Linked DNA regions of Mus musculus: region 1 is linked to region 2. A link is a contact called in public HiChIP or PLAC-seq data. All regions are on one chromosome and are shown on one strand. The core of a region is the stretch at or near the end of the contact, and the rest is flanking DNA. Distances in the headings are between cores, read along the strand shown.

Evidence for each region. HiChIP or PLAC-seq counts read pairs in DNA pulled down with a chosen protein or histone mark.
Region 1: a contact with region 2 is called in an H3K27ac HiChIP or PLAC-seq map of embryonic stem cells, with 5 read pairs. The contact joins two enhancer-like sites. A contact is called at or near these places in 4 of 39 promoter capture datasets (embryonic stem cells, liver and stem cell-derived epiblast-like cells), 1 of 115 datasets of contacts at active chromatin or transcription factors (embryonic stem cells) and 1 of 9 other capture datasets (adipose tissue).

Annotation. Positions count from the first base shown.
Region 1 is chrX:104,403,087-104,406,853 of GRCm38.p6, reverse strand. The region is part of intron 1 of Abcb7 (ATP-binding cassette, sub-family B (MDR/TAP), member 7); the gene reads left to right. Among named protein-coding and RNA genes, the nearest start is that of Abcb7, 8.9 kb to the left of the region's middle. Within about 2 kb of position 2,108, at least 4 of the 459 cell types and tissues checked have an H3K27ac peak or open chromatin away from gene starts, as enhancers often do. A contact at or near this core is called in embryonic stem cells, where this site is marked.
Region 2 is chrX:104,258,418-104,262,067 of GRCm38.p6, reverse strand. No RefSeq gene overlaps it. Among named protein-coding and RNA genes, the nearest start is that of Nexmif, 59 kb to the right of the region's middle. Within about 2 kb of position 1,642, at least 5 of the 459 cell types and tissues checked have an H3K27ac peak or open chromatin away from gene starts, as enhancers often do. A contact at or near this core is called in embryonic stem cells, where this site is marked.

The DNA.
Region 1 (3,767 bases), core at 859-3,358, 140 kb before region 2:
ATGCATTGCTTACATGCTAAAATTTTAAAATACACCAGTGACTTTATAGTATTTTTATAGTATTTATATAGTATTTAGTGTATTTTATTACAAAAATACACCAGTGATTTTATATTTGCCTTTTACATCAGATTAAATATGAAAGTTGAAAAATTCTGCATTTATTCCTGAAAAATGTGCATTTATAGTTATATAATTACCTTTTCTCATGCTCTGGTCTTTTATGTGTGTGTAAACCTGAATTATTCTTGAACTTACCCTTTTTTCAGTCCTGAGAAGTTCCCTCAGTTGTTTTTTTGTTTTGTTTTGTTTTGTTGTTTTTTTCGAGACAGGGTTTCTCTGTAGCTCTGGCTGTCCTAGAACTCACTCTGTAGACCAGGCTAGCCTTGAATTTAGAAATTCGCCTGCCTCTGCCTCCCAAGTGCTGGGATTAAAGGCGTGCGCCACCACGCCTGCCTCCAGTTGTTCTTTTGTAAATGGTTCTTTACTAACCACTTCTCCCAGTTTTTGCTCCTATGGGAATATCTTTATTTCACTCCAGACTTTTTTGTTTGTTTTTGTTTTGTTTTGTTTTTGAAATAGGGTTTCTCTGTGTAGTCCAGGTTGTGCTGGAACTCACTCTGTAGACCAGGCTGGCCTCAAACTCATAGAGATCTCCCTGCTTCTGCTTCCCAAGTGCTGGGAACAAAGGCGTGTCCCACCATGCTCGGCTTCACTGCAGGTTTTGAGTGGTCTCTTTGCTTGATAGCTTTTTCCACCCTTTAAGAATATTTGTATGTGGTAACTGATTATGCTCTGGCTTCCTTTTTTACCCTGCCAAGAAATCTGCTCTTAATTTGAGGATTCATTTGTTAGGAAGAAGTTGTTTTCTTGAAGAGTTTTCACCTTGATTTTGGCTTTTAGTATAGGTGTCTGAGGGTGTTTTTGTGTTTTGTTTTTTGTTTTTTTTTCTACTCGTTAAACATCTTGGGTGTGTATGTTGCTTTGGTTGTTAATGAACTTGGAAAGTTTTCAGCCATTTTTTCATCAATCTTTTTTCTTCCACTTTTCTACTCTGCATCTGGTATATGGCATGCTTAAAATTCTTATATTTTCTGGGGTTCCGTTCGTTTTTCACCACTCTTGTTTTCTGTTACTCACTTTGTATAATTTGATCTGTCTTTACAATCACTAAGTCTTTTGCCATTTCAAATATACTGTTTAGCTCATCTAATGAATTCTAAAGGTAGAACACTTTGTACTCCAGTATTTCTGCTCCTTTTAAAAATAGTATATTAGCTGGGCTTCATGGTGCACACCTTTAATCCTAGCTGTTGGGAGGCAGAGGGAACGGATCTCTGAGTTTGAGGCCAGTCTGATTTACAGATGATTTTCCAGGATAGCTAGGGCTACACAGAGAAACCCTGTGTTAAAAAAACAAAAAAGAGAAACCCTGTGTTAAAAAAACAAAAACCAGCCGGGCGTGGTGGCACACGCCTTTAATTCCAGCACTTGTGAGGCAAAGGCAGGCGGATTTCTGAGGCCAGCCTGGTCTATAAAGTGAGTTCCAGGACAGCCAGGGCTACACAGAGAAACCCTATCTCAAAAAACAAAACAAAACAAAACAAAAAAAAAACTAAAAAAAAACAACAAACACCAAAAAACCCCCCAAAAACCCCAAACTAAAAACCAAACAAGCAAAACAATACAAACAAAAATTAGTTTATTGATATTCTTTGACAAGATATTGTCATGGCATCTTTCTTTACTTTTTCAAAATAATTCACTTTAGTCTTTGAGCATATCTATAACTACTATTTTGAAGGCCCTTTCTCTCTAATCTTATAATGTTTCTTTACACCCATAGGCATTTCCTTTTGACTTTTTCCCCCCAGGTCATATTTTACTAGTTCTTGACTAGTGCCATGCTTATTTTTGTTTTTGAAGCCAGACATTTTAGATAATATTTACAGCAAATCTGTGTACTGGTCTGCTCCCTCCTAGAGCCCATTATTCACTTATTTGTTTAGAAACTAGTGGGTTATTTTAGTGCTTTCTGCCTTATGACTGCTGTAAGTAGTAACCCTCGTACTTTGCTTCTCAGGAGGCACAGTCTCTTTATTGTATGCCTGCAGTCAGCCTGGGATGATAATGGTTTGGGCAGGGATCTCTTTGTGTCTTGCCCTGTTACCTACAGTAGTTGCTGGCAGATTGTTTTCAACATGCCCTGGGGCATAAATTGTTGCACTTACTCAAAACTGTTCTTTTGAAGAGATGGTTGCTAAGGTAGGTTTGAGACATTTTTTTTTCTGACTCCAAGCAGGCCTTGTCTGGTTGTCTGAATCCTCAGATTTTGGGTTTTCTCAGGCACACCAGCTTTCCTGGTTTAGTTTCTGAGCTATAATTCTACCAGTCCCTTCCCAATTAATTGTCTTTGCGTTTAAGAAAAACTTTTAGTCTCAAATGTCTTTTATATCTAGTGGCAAACGTCATCAATTATTTTTAAAATTTTGTTTGTGCTATATTAACTCTGCATGTGTATATGCACATGTATATGCATTGTGTGTGTGTAGATATGTGTATGTGTAGATATGTGTGTGCCTGCAGAGACCAGAGAAAGGAGTCATTCCTCTTGAGCTGGGGTCACAGGAACTTGTGTGCTCCCTGAAGTGGGTACTGGGAATTTGAATTTGGGTCCCCTGGAAGAACATTATGGCAGTATGTGATCTTAACCTCTGAGCCATCTCCCCATCCCCTGCAGTCAATTCTTACTCCTAGCAAAATCTCTTACAAACAGCCTGGAGCTGGAGGGGGCAGTGGTTCACTTGGGAGTGATAGCCTCACCAGTTTGGGAGTTGAGTGCTGGGGTGAAGAAGTGGAAGCAGTGGCTTACCTCACATAGCACCAATGTGCTATAAGCCAGGACCAAGGTAGTTGATCGTCCTTCTCAATAGTGGCACACCCAAGGTAGAGAGAGTTTTATTTAGCTCTTGAGCACAGTAGATCAGAGCTTAGCTTCAAAATGCTGTCACTGGGGTCGAAGGGGAGCACTGCCGATGCTCTGCCGTTCTCAGAAAGGTAGCAATTGGACTAGAACCTTCAGGTGTGACTCTGTGCTAATCTCAAGATGACTTTCTAGAATGTGACCTGGGAGGGAAACGAAATGGGTTCTGTGTCATCTCTTAAGTGATTTTACTACTCTTTTTGAGCCCTTGGAGACTTTCTAATGTAAATCTTATTTCATATGCTAAATGGCTCTTTTATGATTTTTTTTACCAGTTTTGCTGGGGGTGGACTACTTCAGTAAGTATGTTCATTTCAATTGTAGAATATTCTTTTTGATCTTATTTGAAACAGCCTCTTGTAATATATCTGGCTAGCCTAGAACTTCTCATATATACACCAGTCTAGTTTCAGACTTAGAGTGATTGTTTTTGTCTTGACCTCCCTACTGCTGGAATTATAGCCATACTTTATCGATAATCTCATACCCTTACTGTATTCAACAAAACAGTCTTGTTTTTTTCTCTTTAGTTTATAGGAGATAGTCTCAAGTGAGGCTTAGGCCACCTTTTATTTTAGTATGCTTACTTTGTGTGTTTCATGTGGAAAATGTTTTAGATCCTGCGGTGGTTTGAATGAAAGTGGCCCTCATAGGCTCATACTCTTAAATACTTGGTCCTCAGTTCGCAGAGCTGTTTGAGAAGGATTAGGAGCTGTGGCCTTGTTAGAAGAGGTTTGTCACATCATCCATCATCAGGCAAAGAGATTTCAAAAGGCCTGCCATT
Region 2 (3,650 bases), core at 393-2,892:
GTCCCCTGTTTTGCCCAGCCTAGCTGGCAGAGCTGCATGCTTCGATCCTTTTGGGATTCTTTTAGTTAATGCCACAGTTGAAATCAAAGACATTTTCCTCTTTTGTTGTGTTTCAGCATTCTGTTCTCCAGCTCTGTCAAGCTCAAACCATGGCCACTATCATCTGGCAGGGCCACTTGTGGCTCAAGGTCTCTGGGGCAGAGGGAAGGTTAGGCTGCTAGGTTTCTTTATGGACTTTGCTAATGGAAAGCAATAACATAAGTGCACTTTAAAGATATCGATTGTTTTGAAAAAAAATTAGAAATGTGTAATTTTGTTCCTCAATACTTTGGTCTAGCAACTGTAGTACATAGATGACAGTTCTGTGATCTTTTCTAATGTAAGTGCAAGTTTTTACAAATACTTTTTTTTAAAAATTGACTCATATACAAACTCATCTTGTATAGTTCATAAAGAATGTAAAGTCTGGTAAACTCCTGGCTCATCACAGTGACTATTCCCATCCTCTCGGAATGGAAAAACTTCCTTATCCCCCACTCCCAGCTGCTCAAAGCTCTCACACTCTCAGCAGTAGTCCACTGTGTACTCTTGCTGAAATGTTGCTTCTGGAAAACAAAAGGAAAGAAGGAAAGAAGGAAGGAGAAACCAGGCACAAAAGCCCACATGCTGTATTCTTCTGAAATTCTATGATATACAGATCTATGGAGTTGGAAGAGAGCTTAGTGCTTGCCTCTGACTGGGGTTTGGGTTAGAGTGTGTTTTGAGAGAATGGAGAGATTATGGCTAACACATATGATGGCTTACTGGCAATGGACCATGCTGTATGTTGTTCATTATACGAAACGTGTTTTGTACATATACTGATACTGTAATATATTGTAAGGATTTCTTTTTAAAAGTCATGCCATTGAAATAAGAAATCCCCTAATAAGACGTCCCAAAATAGGTTTTTCTTCTTATTTTAATCATAATAGTCTCTAAATGCTCCATTATAAGGTTCATTTACAATGCTTAAAATCACCATATGAATGAGTATGGTGGTGCTATTGACAAGGCTTCCTCCATTTTGTTGTCTTGCTGAGATCATTTCTAGGTTTAACTAGACTTTGATCTCCTTGATGGAGAATCTCATGGAAAATTACCCAAAAGTATTCTAGGAAACAAAGGTCAGGATGTCCTAGCTAACTTATCTTAGCCTTTGTTAAAACTGCTTGTTTGTGCGGAACCCCCTACAGCTAACAGTTCATCTTAGCTGCTTGTTTGTGTGGAAACCCCTTCCCGCTGGCTAACTACTTATCTTACTTAGCCTGTTTGTTTCAAACTGCTTGTTTTGCAAAGCTTCCCCCTGAAGATGCTTGGATGGTCTCTGCCCTTAAAAACTCAAGTTCTGTCCGGGCGTGGTGGCTCACGCCTTTGATCCCAACACTTGGGAGGCAGAGGCAGGTGAATTTCTGAGTTTGAGGCCAGCCTGGTCTACAGAGTGAGTTCCAAGACAGCCAGGGCTACACAGAGAAACCCTGTCTCGAAAAAAAAAATAATAATAATGATAAAACAAAAACCTCGTGTTCTGGACAAGTAGGGCCACACCCAGGTTCCTAAACAGTTAGGCGTAGTCCCAGCTGGTTGAAATAGACTACCAGATGGCTATACTTTGGCTGAATAGTCATCCATGCTAAGATCTTCACACTCCTTTGTGCCTGAGATCCTAGGTTTCAGGAAGGTGAGACAGAATAACAGCTAGTGTGAAGATATCCTGGGCTACATAGGATCCGAGTATAATATCACACGCTTGTCTTCACAGAGCTTTGGAAGGTATCACAAGAGGATTGTGAATTCAAGGCCAGTTTGAATACATAGTTTGTAACTAGCCTGAGTCACATAGCAAGACCCTGTCTCAAAACAACAAGCAAAAACAAAATCAGTGTAAGATAGTATGGGCTATATGGAAGGGTTTGGATGGAGAAAATGGAAGAGGGGAATAGTATAATTATTGTTATCATCTCTATAAAAGAAGCAATAGAAAATCTCCAGAACCGTAGTGGTGGCGCACGCTTTTAATCCCAGCACTCTGGAGGCAGAGGCAGGTGGATTTCTGAGTCCAAGGCCAGCCTGGTCTACAGAGTGAGTTCCAGGACAGCCAGGGTTACCCAGAGAAACCCTGTCTTGAAAATGAAATCTCCAGAGATGGTAGCCTCTTTGACTGTAGTCATGAAAAATGAAGAACAAAGACAAGTTACTCATAAAGGAGAGCTATTGCATAAACTAGAAACTGAAATTTTATGCACAGAATGCAATTATAAAGTATGTAACTAATATTTTCATAGTTGTATAGAATATTACAGTAGAAAGAAATCTAAGAGCTTAGTTCAAAAAACTTTTTCTACATTGCATACACTAGCAAGCCTTTGTTGCAAGGACGGTGATATAGCTGTCCCTTGTGAGACTAGGCCGGGACCTAGCAAACACAGAAGTGGATGCTCACAGTCAACTATTGGATGGATCACAGGGCCCCCAATGGAGGAGCTAAAGAAAGTATCCAAGGAGCTAAAGGGATCTGCAACCCTATAGTTGGAACAACATTATGAACTAACCAGTACCCCGGAGCTCTTGACTCTAGCTGCATATGTATCAAAAGATGACCTAGTCGGCCATCACTGGAAAGAGAGGCCCATTGGTCAGGCAAACTTTATATGCCCCAGTACAGGGGAATGCCAGGGCCAAAAAATGGGAATGGGTGGGTAGGGGAGGGGGGGGAGGGGGGGAGGGGGGGACTTTTGGGATAGCATTGGAAATGTAATTGAAGAAAATACGTAATAAAAAAAAAGAAAAAAAAACTTTTGTAGACAGGAACAGATCATATTGAAACTTTACTGAACAGCTAGCTAGTCTGTTTCACAATTACTTGACTTTGCCTTTGTAGTGCAAATGCAGATATTTAAACAGTACAGATGTGAATCAAAGTTACTGGATTCCAGTAAGACTTTATTTACAAAATACACCTTCAAGTACCTTCAATTCCCCTACTTCCCCTTTTAGCTAGCAAAGGCAAATAGAAGAGATAGAACTTTAGCCTGGTTCACCAAGGAAATGAGGAATGTAAGTTCTCTCAGAATCCACTGGCAGTCCTTAGGAGAGAGCTGTTATATAAATAAATGGAGCAAGCCTAGCCCTTGCTTCCTAAAATATGCTTACTCCAACAAAGGTTGCCAGCACTACCATCCGCCATAATGTGTCACACATAAGCCTCCTCCTCATTATTGAGACGATGCAGTAAGTATGCCCTAGAACCTCCCAAACTGGAAGCTACATAAACCTCATATTTTTTGTTTGTTTGTTTGTTTTTGTTTTTTTGAGACAGGGTTTCTTTGTATAGCCCTGGCTGTCCTGGAACTCACTCTGTAGACCAGGCTGGCCTCGAACTCAGAAATCCGCCTGCCTCTGCCTCCCAAGTGCTGGGATTAAAGGCATGCGCCACCATGCCTGGCTTAAAACCTCATATTTTCATTGAGGTAGATATCTCAAATATTTCATTCTAGTAACGGAAAACTGACTAACTCAGAACACTTAACGAGAAAACATTGTGTTTTCAATAATAAAAATAATGACCCCGCTGTCCTGTTAGATGTTTCATCTTGTCAAAGCTTGCAGAT